Linked DNA regions of Bos taurus: region 2 is linked to region 1. Evidence: chromatin contacts called from public Hi-C data. All regions are on one chromosome and are shown on one strand. Each heading gives the region's core, a stretch centred on a gene start, on an enhancer-like site or on the middle of the called end of the contact. The rest is flanking DNA. Distances are from core to core; before and after follow the strand shown. Region 1 has its middle 44 kb from the start of AGO2. Region 2 holds the start of TRAPPC9 (trafficking protein particle complex subunit 9).

Evidence for each region. Hi-C and Micro-C count contacts between places; a contact is called where the count stands out from the background.
Region 2: a Hi-C map of liver shows a contact between it and region 1, with 5 times the contacts expected there. The contact joins the promoter of TRAPPC9 here to the enhancer-like site in region 1. A contact is called at or near these places in 4 of 11 Hi-C or Micro-C datasets (liver, skeletal muscle and an unstated tissue).

The regions. Positions count from the first base shown.
Region 1 is chr14:3,052,942-3,059,924 of ARS-UCD2.0, reverse strand. No RefSeq gene overlaps it. Among named protein-coding and RNA genes, the nearest start is that of AGO2, 44 kb to the left of the region's middle. Within about 2 kb of position 3,379, at least 85 of the 102 cell types and tissues checked have an H3K27ac peak or open chromatin away from gene starts, as enhancers often do. A contact at or near this core is called in liver and skeletal muscle, where this site is marked.
Region 2 is chr14:3,195,254-3,202,018 of ARS-UCD2.0, reverse strand. TRAPPC9 (trafficking protein particle complex subunit 9) reads right to left here and starts at 1,647. Exons shown (of 22, transcript NM_001037474.3): 1 at 1,543-1,647.

The DNA of each region.
Region 1 (6,983 bases), core at 2,130-4,629:
AAGCGGCTGGGTCTCATCAGCCTTCCCCAAGGAAGCCCAGGAACCTTGAACAGCTGGCTTCTTTCTAGAAACAATTAAAGGAAACGGGGGAAAGATACACACCCTCTGAAGAAGAGATCTTACAAGTCATCCTCTGAAGAAGAGATCTTACAAGTCAGTGGGGTGGAGGGTAGCGGGAGACTCTAAAGATCCTCAAAGGCGTAAAACCAAATTCATGTGTGAACTTTTAATAAAATTCAGGATCCAAAACAACCAGGAAGTAAACACACTTCTGAGATAATGAGAGAAATTGATTATGGACTGTTAAGTGTGGCAACAGCATTGAGTTTTAAATGCCCCCATCCTTCAGACACGGTACTTAAGCATTCAGGGTGAAACCACAGGGCTGGAATCCACTTTAGACTATCTCCACAGAGAAAAGGGGGGAAAGGGAAGATGTGAAGCAAATGTGGAAAATCTTGATATTTGCTGAGGCTGGTGATGGATAAATGGGAGCATATGATACCAGTCACTCTACTTCTGTGTACTTAGATTATTTCACAATAGATACTGTTTTAAAAGTCAAGCGATACATTTTGAGTGTTCATGATAGCAATTCACAAAACAAAAATATATTTTATCAGACTGGGACTCTGCCGTAGTGTTGCGTAACAGATTATAAAGAATAAACCCTCCTGGCATTTTAAAAACTCTGACACAAACTTGAAGTTACAGGAAATAATATTCTTCTGAACTGCATAAGTTTTAGGAGCTGAACCTTTCACATTTTTTTTTTCCTTTCACACTTAACTTTAAATCCTTCTTCAAGGTTTAACAGAGCCATCAAGGGAAACTGGACGGCTAGCCAGCCATGCCCTGCAGCAGCTCCCCAGGGCGAAGCGCCGTCTGCTATTCGGCAAAGGTGCAGGGTTACTGGGAGACTGGCCCAGATCTTCTCTGAGATGACTGGGGTTGGGGGAGAGAAGCAGCAGGGTGCAGGAGGAGTGAAATGACTCTAGAAACCACAGTGAGAGTCCCTCATTCTTAAAGTCACAATCCTGTTCAGACAACTTTGCAACAAGACTTCCATGTGGCAGAAGTTACTCTGTAGCAGGTCTGTGAGGAATGTAACCCACAGAAGTCTGAGCACAGTGAAAAAACGGACCAACAAGCCCCCTTCAGGAGGCAATACTGAGATTCCTTTTAAGGTCGCTAAGCGGTTTGGGGGGGGGAAAAATTGTTCATCTATGAAAGTTCAGGGTCAATGGAGAATCCACCCATCCTAAACCACTAACTCTTTTGAATAATTAAAAAAATAAACAAAAACAAAAAACTAATAGTAACTACCTCACTTTAAGAGTCCAGATACCAATTCACATACATAATAGCATTTCCTAACAGACATAACACAGTCCATAACAAGACTCTATTTTTTAAGTTAATTTACTTAGTCACTTAATAAGGGTATTAAAATGGGAAGTAGCAAAACTATTTGTAAGTTTTTCTACAGTCCAGTTCAAATGTCTTTTTATTATTCTAAATTAGGAAATACATTAAAAAAAGTTTCACCGAAGAGACTCTATTCCAAATATCCTTCTTAAATAAAATTAAAAGCCTGAGTGTGTAGAATAAAACTGAACTGCATCACAGCCTTATAATTACGGCACGCTTGTAGAGCCTGAAATTTGGGTTCATTCCCATCCTGCCGTTCACTGGCTAAGAACTATCCTATAGACTCATTTATTTTTTCAACCAAAGCTGTCTGATTTCAGAGCAGGTTTATCTGCAAACAGTGAATGAGAGGCCCCCTCCCCACCAGACCACGATGCACAGGCCCACATCAGAGCAAGATTCTTTCAAGAGCCATGGAGAACCCGGAACGAGCCTAGAGATGCAGAGAACTAAAGCTTTTTGGAAAATAAAATAGACAAGAAAATATCCCAGTGCAGAGCAACAGCACTGGCGAGCGGTTCTTCCTGAAGCTCATGTTTCAATTATACTCTAACACCCGAGCACTGGGTCCAGTCTACATGTAACAGGTGTTTCTTCTTGGGGGGGTCAAGGTCAAAAAAACCCAGAGCCACTTCTCTAAAGGGAGTGTATGGAGAGTCTGCTTGGAATCACACACATCGTCCTCCTGCTCGCTGGCTGGCTGACCTTTGAAAGCCTCATCGCCTCTCTATGCCTCTGCTGTCCATCTTCAAAATGACCACCAGCAACTTAGCAAGCTGTCCAGTGGATCAGTTAACGTCAGACACAACACAAAAGCTTGACCTTCCCCAAGGTTCTTCACTTTTTCTGGGCCTCCAACTTTTGCATTGAAAATCTGAAAAAATGTTCAGTGTAGTGGCTAAGACTTGCTGGGTTCCTTCAGAGGGATGGGCGGGGAGATTCGCACTCACCCAGGTGTGGGGACTACCCTGCCACATCATGGATGGGTGCTGCCCACCCAGGGTTCTAAGAAGCCAAGTCTGTCTGCCCCCAGGACTGTGACTGGAGCCCTGGGCCTTTCCCCACCAGGGCTGAGTCACCTTCCAGATTACAGTTAAAACCATTACAGTTAAAACCATTCTTCTATCAAATTGCTGAGAGCAATTTAAAAGTTGCTCTGGCTCAGCCTTGGAGAAGCTTTCTAACTAAGTGACATCAGAAAACAGGACAGTGAGTATTCACAAGGCACAGGACTGTTTGTAAATAGAAAGTGTTAAGGGATCCAAATGGATCAGAAGAGTCTGAAGGGGTCCCGCCAAAGCCCCAGCAGCAGGAGGCTTGGGAGGGCCAGGACCCACAAAAGGCAGGACCGAGCCGGCAGGGCCTGCAGCCCGCTGGAGCCTGGTGGACAAAGGGGACAGGATATGCCCTGTCCAAGTGGCAGGGCCAGCGGGAAATTTAGAAGCCACGTGCCTGGCGGGAGAAGGGAAAAAGCTTAACAACATATGACCATTTTCTTGGCTCAGCAAAGTTAATCGCCCCCAAAAAAGTTCTTTAAAAAATGTGTTACTGCTCTAAGTTTTTCAGAACTTTTCTAAAGAAAGGGAGGCCGGCTAGTGAGAAAATACGCTAAGGAAATCAGCACATCTCCTCACCTTCCTCCAGTTAATTGTAAAAGGCAATTAACACTTGAATAAGGAGCCTGTGTGTCTGGAATGAAAATGAGACGCGCGCAGGTTTAGGGTTTTAGGGCGCCTTCCTATCTCTCTCTGTCCGCGGTCCTAACTACCATCAAGAAGTGGCCAAAATTCAGCATTTCCAGACTTTCCTTCGGAGAAGGGGCCGCAGAAGTGCTGGCAAAAAGAAAAACGAAACTGAGAGCGCTCCAGGCTCGCCGCGGCTCGGTCTGCGCCCAGCGGCCGCGCTCCTCCCCGCGCCGCCCGCACCCCGAGTTCGGCGCCCCCGGCCGGGGCCTCTCCGCCCCCGGGCGCTTCGAGCGCGGCCCCGGCCTCGGCCCCGCCGGCCCCGCGCGGTGCAGGGGCCCGGGCGCCGGGCGCAGGAAGCCGGGCAGGCGGGCGCCCGGGCCTCGGGCCTACACGCGGGCTGCCCGGCCCAGTCCGCGCTCCGGCCCGGTCCCAGCCCGCCGGGCCGCGGCGGAGACGAGGCGCGGGAAGGGCCCAGGCCGCGCGGGGCGCCCCGACGACTCGGGCCCGAGGAGGAGGCCGGGGCCGCGCGTCCGCCCTGGGGCCGAGGGGACGGCCGGCAGCCCCCCGCGACCCCCGGGCCCCCCGATCCCCCGGCCCGCGGTCCCCCGCCCGCCCGCGCCGCGCTCGCGCCCGGCCCGCCAACCGCCGCGGGGAGGAGCGCGCGGACTCACCGGGGCCGGCTCCCGAGTACATGGTGGCGCCGCCGAGGGGCTCCGGGGCCGAGGGGCGGCCGCGCGCGCGCCACGGGCCCCGACGCCGCGAGCCGCGAGGGAGCCGCCGGCCGCACGATCCGCCCCGGCGCGGCCGCCAAACAGGTTTACCCGACGCGGCCGGGGCGGCGGGCGGAGGGGGCGGCGGGCGGAGGCGGCGGCGGCGGCGGCGGCGGGCGGGCGGGCGGGGGAGGGGGAGGGGAGGGGAGAGGAGGGGAGGGGAGGGGGAGGGGCGGGGCGAGGGAGCGGCCGGGGGCGGGGCGGGAGAGGAGGAGGTGCGGGAGGGGCGGGACGCGCGCGGCGGGGGCGGGGCACGGGAGCGGGAGGGCGGGGCCCGCGCGGCAGCCGAGGCGGGCGGCGGGCGCGGCGGGCGCGGCGGCCTGGGCGGGCGCCGGCGAGGGTGGCGCGAGGTCCCGCAGCAGGGGCGCACGCGGGGCCGGGGGGGTGCCCTGCAGCCACTCAGAAGCGCGACGTCTTCTCCGACTGGGCGGAGCGGGCGGCGCGGCTCTGCCCCCCCCACCCCCGCTGCCGAGACCGGGAAGAAAGAAAAGAAAACACAGCCCTCCCCTCCCCGGCGCGCGCGAGCCGACCCTTCCCCGTTCCGAGCCCTCGCCGCGCCGGGCGAGCTGGGGCCCCGTGTGGACGCGGTGCCGCCCGCACCCCGGCGCCCCGGCATCGCAGCTGGGCTCTTTTATGCAATAAAGGAAATGTGAATGTCGCGAAGGTTCCTCCGGACCCGGAGCTTGAACTTGAACGCGCCCGGGTCCTAGCACACTACCACACCGCCACCTCCCGGCGAAGAACCTACCTAGAGAATTCCTGTAAAGAGCTTCAGGTTTTGGTCAATTTTAGCCGCTATCAGTGATCAGATCAAATTGTAACTCCTCATTCCAGCCCTCGGGGCCTCCCCTGTTCCTTTACTTGGGACCCTATATCGGACCCCCTCGTGCTCCCCCGTACATCTCTGTGTTCGCCCCCCTCGTGCAGAAACGTTCTCCCTCCAGCCAAACCCCTGCATCCAGTTTCTGCTTTTCGGAGCCATTTCCAGGCAGGCCAGCCATAGGTCAACACCTTTCTCCCCTGCTTGATGAGGGATTAGAAACCGGAAGGTGAAATACAATCCGAAATTGCTTGTCATCGTTTTAACATACTTGCCTGCTCCTTTCTTCCTCGGGTAAGCAAGTATTATCTGACACCCAGTGCCTGTGACCGTGTTTTCCGCTGGCCTAGGATGGTACAAAGATGAACAGGAGTTCTGCCTGCAAGCATCCAATAGGTTTGTTTCTCTCTCTGCAATGCTCAAGGACATTCTTAAATAAATGCAAGAGAATCCACCTGTCCTCCAGAAAGAAACTTAAAAGGGCTTCCATCTTCACCAAATGAATGAAGGGGTCCCATGGCATCAGCCTCAGAGGTGTCCATTCTTCCCTGTCTAATCCTCTGTCCACCACCCGCATCCTCATAGGGACCCAGACCACCTCTCCACCTGACCGTCATGCTGTGGAAACACAAATCCACGGTGACCCTAGGCAGCTACTCGCTCAGCTGAATGTGTGTTTAGGAGCCCAGGTAGCCTGGGTAAGAAGGCACGCCAGGGTGGGACTGGGTACCACCCAGATGTGCCATCAGCCTTAAAACAGGTGATGTTTGCTCACCGGGTGGAATCTAGCGATGGAAATGAACACCCTTCATCGAAGTAGGACAAAGTGGATGAATCTCTCCAAGGTTGAGTGAAAGAAGCCAGAAAAGATACTGCATGAGTCCATTTATGAAAGTTCTAAAACTAGGCAAATCGAACTACATCGTTCAGGGAAGCATCATTGAGCAGCAAAACGCTGAAGTAAGGAAAAGGTGGTTACCTAAGCGTTAGAACGGGGGTCCTTCTAGGGGTAGGGGTGCTGAGACCACTAGAGGCCTGGGGCTGTGGGCTGAAGCCGCCCTGCCCCTGACGGCACTGCTCATTATGCAAGTCTCTTAAGCTACCCATTTATTTGTATATACTTTTCTGTACCTTTGCTATATTTCACTGCTGCTGCTGCTAAGTCTCTTCAGTCGTGTCCAACTCTGTGTGACCTCATAGACAGCAGCCCATCAGGCTACCCCGTCCCTGGGATTCTCCAGGCAAGAACACTGGAGTGGGTTGCCATTTCCTTCTCCAATGCATGAAAGCGAAAAGTGAAAGTGAAGTCTCTCAGTCGTTTCCGACTCTTAGCGACCCCATGGACTGCAGCCTACCAGGCTCCTCCATCCATGGGGTTTGCCAGGCAAGAGTACTGGAGTGGGGTGCCATTGCCTTCTCCACTATAAAGACATTTAAAAATCATAATCATAAATGTTGTCACTCTAGTTAGGAACCCTTCACGCCTAGTACTGCTCGGTTCCGCCCGGCTCCCTCGAGTTCCCACCACACTATTTTCAGCTTCCTAGGCCTCACCACTCTGCTACAATTTCAGCCTCCCTTCCTTTGAGCTCTGCCTTCCGCTTCTTTGATCGCTTGTGTTCGGTAACTTTGTTGCAAGGGCTCCTCTGAAAGTCCAGCCAGACCAGGTCTCCTGAGCCCTTCTCTGCAGAGAGTGCGCAAGTCTGCCCACCACTCCCACTCCCCCTCGAGGGGACCCCCTCGCCCACCTCTCCGGGTGGCTGGCATCCGGCTGCTTTCTCTCTCCTTGTGTCCCACTAGTTCCAGGCCTACCTTGTGAAGCCACGTCCCTCTCCTATCTCCTCCTCCCAGCTCTTTCTCCTGTGTCCCCAGTACGCCAGTATTCACCATCCACGGGAAAAAAAAAATCCAGGCCCCTCTGCCTTCTGCCTCTCCCCTGAGGAGTGAGTTTACTTAACCCACTTAGTCCAGTCCACTCAGCTGTGTGTGAAACGCTTCTAGGCCCATCTCTGTTCCTCCAGGTCTTCATCCAACATTTGGGTGTTGACCACACAGGGTGGATTCGCGGGTCTTCTGGGGCCCAGTCTTTCTCCCTGATGTAATTCACTGCTCCCTACATACTTGAATCCTATATGGATCCCTCTGCCTGGCTAGACCTGCAGGGCTGTAGTCACAGCCAGGGATCCCCCAGGTCTGCATGTGGGAGTCACTGGATCTGGAGCAGTAACCCCGCAGGGAAGCAAAAGACACTCAGTAAACACCAGGCTTGCTGCTGTG
Region 2 (6,765 bases), core at 398-2,897, 140 kb before region 1:
CTAGGACTCCACATGCGGCAACTAAGACCCAGTGCAGCCAAATAAATAAATATTTATTTTAAAAAAGAATATATTTCTCCAACTTGGTATTTCCTCAAAAAGTTAAACATAGAGTTGCCATATAAACAGCAGTTCCACTCCTAGGTATATACCAAAGAGATTTGAAAATACACGTCCACACAAAAAGTAGTACACGAACATTCATGGCAGTATTATTCATAATAGCCAAAAAGTGGAAACAACAGAGACTTCTATCACCTGATAAACGGATAAACAAAATGCAGTCTATCCGTATAATAGAATACTACTCAGCCATAAACAGTACTAACATTGCTACAACATGGGTGAACCCTGAAAACATTATGCTGAGTTAAAGAAGCCAGGCACAAAAGACCACAAATTGCATGATTCTATTTACATGAAATGCCCCAAATATGCAACTCCTTGGAGACAGAGAGTAAGTTTGTGGCTGTCGCGGGTGCAGGAGGGGAGACTGACAACGGGTATGGAATTTCTATTTGAAGTGATGAAAATGGTCTGGATTAATAATGGTTGCACAACTGGGAATACACTGAAAACCACTTAAGTGTACAATTTAAATGGGTGGACTTTACCGTATTCACATTCTCTCAATAAAGCTGTTACTTGATAAAATATTTCTTAACTATTTTTCCCTCTATTCCACTGGACAGCTCTACAATTTAAGAAAAAACCTGGCCAAGGGATCTTTAAGGACTGCAAGATTCCTGGGTCTCCAGCATCATGTCTCTAGTGCTGTTATTTCATACTAGGGAACACTAGCTGGGCCGGACTAGGAAGAGACTGTAACTACCTTTTCAAAATCGCCAGTTGCCTTTAAACTGGGTGGGGAGGAGCAGACAAGACGGAGGAGGAGGTCACAGCCTTCTGCTCATTTTTAACTAACCCGAGCCTGCGTTCGGCACTGTGGATCCCTCTGTAAGAACAAGTGGAATCCACAAGCACCCCACCCTGACACCAGCACACTCAGCGTGGAAAGGCGTTCGCGCGGGGCAGATGGATTGGGGGCGGAGACCCAGGCGGGCACCGGCTCTGCATTTCCGAGACTGGGCCGAGTGAAGCTGGACTTGACAATTTCGGGAGCTCAACCGCGGGAGACTGTGCCTGACGCCGCCGCGGGGGATCTGAGCCACTTAGAACCCAGAGGAGATGGAGGAAGAGAGGAAACCGAGAGCCAGGCGGTCCCAGCCGCGTCCGCAGACCCCCTGTCGGGGCCGGGGGCCGGGGGCCGGGGAGGGGCCGGGGACGGCCGGCGCCCGCGGAGGGGAGGCTGGGCCGGGCCCGAGAGGCGGCAGGTGCGGGCCGGGGCGGGACGGGCGCGGGCGCGGACGGGGGAGGCCGGGCCACCGGGCCGGGGCAGGTGGCCGCGGCAGGTGCGGGCGGAGTCGAGCCCCTCCGCAGGAAACACGCTGCCCGGCGCCCCAGCGCGCGCCGTGACCCACGGACAGCCCTCCCGAGGCCGGCCCGGTCCCCTGCCCAGGGGCACCCCCTTCTTGCACTTACGCAGCCGGGGCCCCGGGCCCGGAGCAGGTGCCAACAGCGGGAAGGGCGGCGGGGCCGGACAGCCTCTGCGGCCGCTCCCCGGGCTCGGAGCTGGAGCTTCCGACTGGCGGCCGGGCCGGCGCCGCCCCTGCGCATGCGCGAAGCCGGTCCCGGGCCCGGAGGCCCGCGCCAGGTTTTAGGGGCGACGCGGGCCCCGCGAGGGAGGGGCGAGGGGGACGGCCGGGGGAGGGGAGGAGGAGTGAGGTGGTCGCGGGGGGCAGGGAGGGGAGGGAGACGAAGGGAGAAGGGCGGGAGGGGAGCAGCTGCGACGGAGAGGAGAACTGTGGCTCCTGGGGCCGCGCACCCAAAAGGAAGCGCCAAGTCCTGCCTCTGCGCCCCTTTCCCCGCTCTCAGGGCGCGCAGCTCAAATTTTCTGCCCTTTGCAGCCCCCGCCCCTGCAAAGCCCCTACCGGATCACGATCCCAGCGCCCGCGCCGAGCCGGGCTTCCAGTCGCTCCGGGGATCAAGCACCAGCAGGCGTGGTAGCGATGCTTAGAGCTACCTTGGGGCGAGAATAAGTTCCCCTTTTACTGTCTGGGAGACGATTCAGGGTGCCTCCCGGGCCTGACTTAACTGCTTGGTCACACACAGGGGCTGGGCGGGGATGAGGAGGTCAGAGCCGGAGCCTGGAGCAGACTGCCCGAGGGCAGATGCCTGGTCCCCACCGGTCCTGGGAAAACCACTCCAGACTCTAGAGGTCCGTCAAGGGCTCGGAATAAGCCCCCGGGTGTGGAACGGCTGTCATAGTTGCTGCACACAGCTGTCTAGGTAGGGCAGAAGCCACTTAAGAACTTAAACCCTTCTAGGTTAAAAAATAAACAAAACTTTAAAAGGAGTTTACATACGTAGGTTGGAATGTGCATAGCATAATTGAAAAATACACAAGAAATTCTCTCAAACCTACAATTTGTAGGTTTGAGAGAAAAGAGGATGAGGGAGACCTTCTTTCCCTTGTGTTTTTTTGTGTTTGAATTTTTTACTGTATGCATGTGTTTATTTTTCATTTAACAAAAAAAAAAAAAACTGTAATGGAGGACAGAAATAGTTCAGCCAGTACAGCAGCCATGGAATAACAGAGCCATCACTTTACTTTACCCAAACAAGCATTTATTGACTCTGCTGTGTGCCCAGTGCTGTTTTATGACTTATTATTTATATATTTTTAAAAAATAATAATATGCTATTCCTCATCCCTGCCCTGGGCTAGTGGAAAACCAATTGCATTCTATTGAATTGTTTTCCAAGGAGCGGGAATGAATTATAAACAGAACACATCTTCAGGGCAAAACCCGTGGAGTGTATTTCCTGCACACCAGCCAGGAAGGATTTTCAACACAGGCGCCCAGAGGCTGAGAGTACGTTTCCAGGACCCTGCGTAAAGCTACCCAGAGTGGCTTCTTCTTGGCCCTGAGAGCATAAGTTGACAGTTATAGAACACAGAAAACAGACATTAAAAGAGGCCACCTTTTATTGGAGGTCTATGTGCCAGGAATAGAAATCCATGTTTAGCACACAATGTCTTCATAAGATCCATGCCAGCCTGGAGAAGGAAATGGCAATCCACTCCAGTTACTATTGCCTGGAAAATCCCATGGACAGAGGAGCTTGGTAGGCTACACTCCATGGGGTCACAAAGAGTCGGACATGACTGAGCGACTTCACTTTCCTTTCCTTTAAAAAAAAAAAAAAATCCATGCCAGGTAGCTATTCTTAGCATTGAGGTCCAGAAAGAACACTCTACTTGGCACACAAGTGGCTGGTAATGTTTAGGATTCAAATCTGAGGCTGTCTGACTATTATCTGTGCTCTTCCCATAGTCCTTCTCTGTTCTCATTCTATCTATAAATGGATAAGAGAAGCAATTTGGAAAGCAAGATTGAATGCTGGCAAGAGGAAACATTGCTATTTTAGTACAGTGTTTCTGTTTTCGATGTACTCACATTAATTTTATTGTCCTATCAAATCTGTGAGGGAGGGAGGAAACTATTCTGCATTTTTATGAGAAAACCAAAGTTCAGAGACTGTAAAGGCTTGCCACAGCACCCCAGCCATCAAATGGAGGTGCCTAGACTTGTTTCAGGTATATCCTGCTTCTGCAGTTATAGTCCTTACACCATTTTAACATTTCCTGAGCATTTCCTCTGAACGTTGAGAGTTCAAAGAATACACCAAATCTGCTCTCAAGGAGTTTTAGACTCTTAAAAGTTGGATTGGAAGGATCATCTGAAATCATCAAGTGCAACCTCACCAGCCACACCAGAGCCCCTCCACAGAAGTCCTCAGTTCAGTTCAGTCGCTCAGTCATGTCTAACTATATGCAACCCCATACACTGCAGCATGCCAGGCTTCCCTGTCCATCACCAACTCCCAGAGCTTGTTCAAACTCATGTCCATCAAATCGGTGATGCCATCCAACCATTCCAACCATCTCATCCTCTGTTGTCCCCTTCTCCTCCTGCCTTCTATCTTTCCCAGCATCAGGATCTTTTCCAATCAATCAGTTCTTCGTATTAGGTGGCCAAAGTATTGGAGCTTCAGCTTCAGCATCAGTCCTTCCAATGAACACCCAGGACTGATCTCCTTTAGGATGGACTGGTTGGATCTCCTGGTAGTCCAAGGGACTCTCAAGAGTCTTCTCTAACACCACAGTTCAAAAGCATCAACTCAGCTTTCTTGATGGTCCAACTCTCACATCCATACATGACTACTAGAAAAACCACAGCTTTGACTAGATGGATCTTTGTCAACAGTAATCTCTGCTTTTTAATATGCTGTCTAGGTTGGTCATAATTTTCCTTCCAAGGAGCAAGTGTCTTTTAATTTCATAGCTGCAGTCACCATCTGCAGTGGTTTTGGAGCCCAAGAAAATAAAGCCAGCCACTGTTTCCCCATCTATTTGCCATGAAGTGATGGGACCGGATGCCATGATCTTAGTTTTTTGAATGTTGAGTTTTAAGCCAACTTTTTCACTCTCCTCATTCACCTTTATCAAGAGGCTCTTAGTTCCTCTTCACTTTCGGCCATAAGGGTGGTGTCATCTGCATATCTGAGGTTATTGATATTTCTCCCGGCAATCCTGATTCCAGCTTGTGCTTCATCCAGCCCGGCATTTCCCATGATGTACTCTGCGTATAAGTTAAATAAGCAGGTGACAATATGCAGCCTTGCCATACTCCTTTCTCAATTTGGAACCAGTCCATTGTTCCATGTTTGGTTCTAACTGTTGCTTCTTGACCTGCATACAGATTTCTCAGGAGGCAGATCAGGTGGTCTGGTATTGACCCACACAGTCAAAGGCTTTGAAACAGAAGTCCTAATGGGGTGGAAAGTTTCATGCAATGATACAGAGCCCTGTTAGAAAGTTCTCAAATGAGGCAAGTCTGCTTCCCTGAAATATCCAGTCACAAGGTCTCAAAGATGAAGACCAATGCCCAGTGAGGCTTGGTGGAGTTGAGAATTACCTCTGCTGCTGCTGCTGCTGCTGCTAAGTCACTTCAGTCATGTCCGACTCTGTGCGACCCCATAGACGGCAGCCCACCAGGCTCCACCGTCCCTGGGATTCTCCAGGCAAGAACACTGGAGTGGGTTGCCATTTCCTTCTCCAATGCATGAAAGTGAAAAGGTAAAGTGAAGTCACTGAGTCGTGTCCAACTCTCAGCGACCCCATGGACTGCAGCCTACCAGGCTCCTCTGTCCATGGGATTTTCCAGGCAAGAGTACTGGAGTGGGGTGCCATTGCCTTCTCCAAGAATTACCTCTGAAACCCGTCAAAAGCAAAGATCAGAGCACAAACTCCATTACTTACTACCTATATAACATCAGTGTCTTCACCTACAAAATGGGAGTGATCACGTCATAAGGTCACTCTCAGGAGTGGGATAGATCTAAGTTCCGTCCCAGTTCTCTCATGTGCTACTTGTATGGCCTTAGGATAGGGTGACCATATATCCTGATTTGCCTAGGACAATCCCAGTTTATGCTATTGTCCTGGCTAAAAGCGTTCTGGTCAGGTGATGTGATCATCCCACTTTCGCAAAGCCCATCACCTCTCAGGTTTTCTGATCCACCGACAGTGTGATAAAGGTTTCCTTGCTAAATGCTATGCTAAGTCACTTCAGTCGTGTCTGACTCTGTGCGACCCCAGAGAGGGCAGCCCACCAGGCTGCCCCGTCCCTGGGATTCTCCAGGCAAGAACACTGAAGTGGGTTGCCATTTCCTTCTCCAATGCATGAAAGTGAAAAGTGAAATCGAAGTCGCTCAGTCGTGTCCGACTCTCAGCAACCCCATGGACTGCAGCCTACCAGGCTCCTCCATCCATGGGATTTTCCAGGCAAAAGTACTGGAGTCGGGTGCCAGGTTTCCTTACTCCTTTCTAAGTTGTAGGGCTCTCTTCTGCCATACAGTCCACTCAAATATTTGTCCATAGGGCCATGTCTCACCTGGGTTTCCTAGGGCCCAGACCATGAAAGAGGATGTTTGTTTATTTAGCACCATGAACAATCAGCCACTTGAGTGGGACTTCCACATCTACTCCGTCGAAATAACACAGTCAGGGTAGCCACCATTTACCCAGCAGGGAAAGTACAATGCACTTGGTACAAATTTCTCATATAACCCCACAATAGCTCTATAAGGTCGGTTGTTCTAATGCAGAGACTAAGCAGTAACACTTCTTTTTCCTCTTTCTGAGTGTGGAACGATTGATAAATAAGACAAAAGAATCAGACAGTGGATATTTACAAGTCAATTTTATTACTAATATGTCAGCTGAAGAGGATGCTATACACCTGGAGCCAAAATTTTGGTTTGGATTTACTAAATTCTTCACCTTAGAATTAGCCAGCCTTGGGAACCCTCCTACATTGTAGGTGGGAATGTATGATGGTGCAGCCACCGTGGAAAACAGTATGGAGGGTCCTTAGGAAACTAAAACTAGAATTAACATATGATTGACCCAGCAATCCCACTCCTGGGCATATATCCAGACAAAACCAAAATTCAAAGATCCATGGACCCCCATGCTCATCAGATCAGATCAGTCGCTCAGTCGTGTCCGACTCTTTGCGACCCCATGAGTCGCAGCACGCCAGGCCTCCCTGTCCATCACCAACTCCCGGAGTTCACTGAGACTCACGTCCATCAAGTCAGTGATGCCATCCAGCCATCTCATCCTCTGTCGTCCCC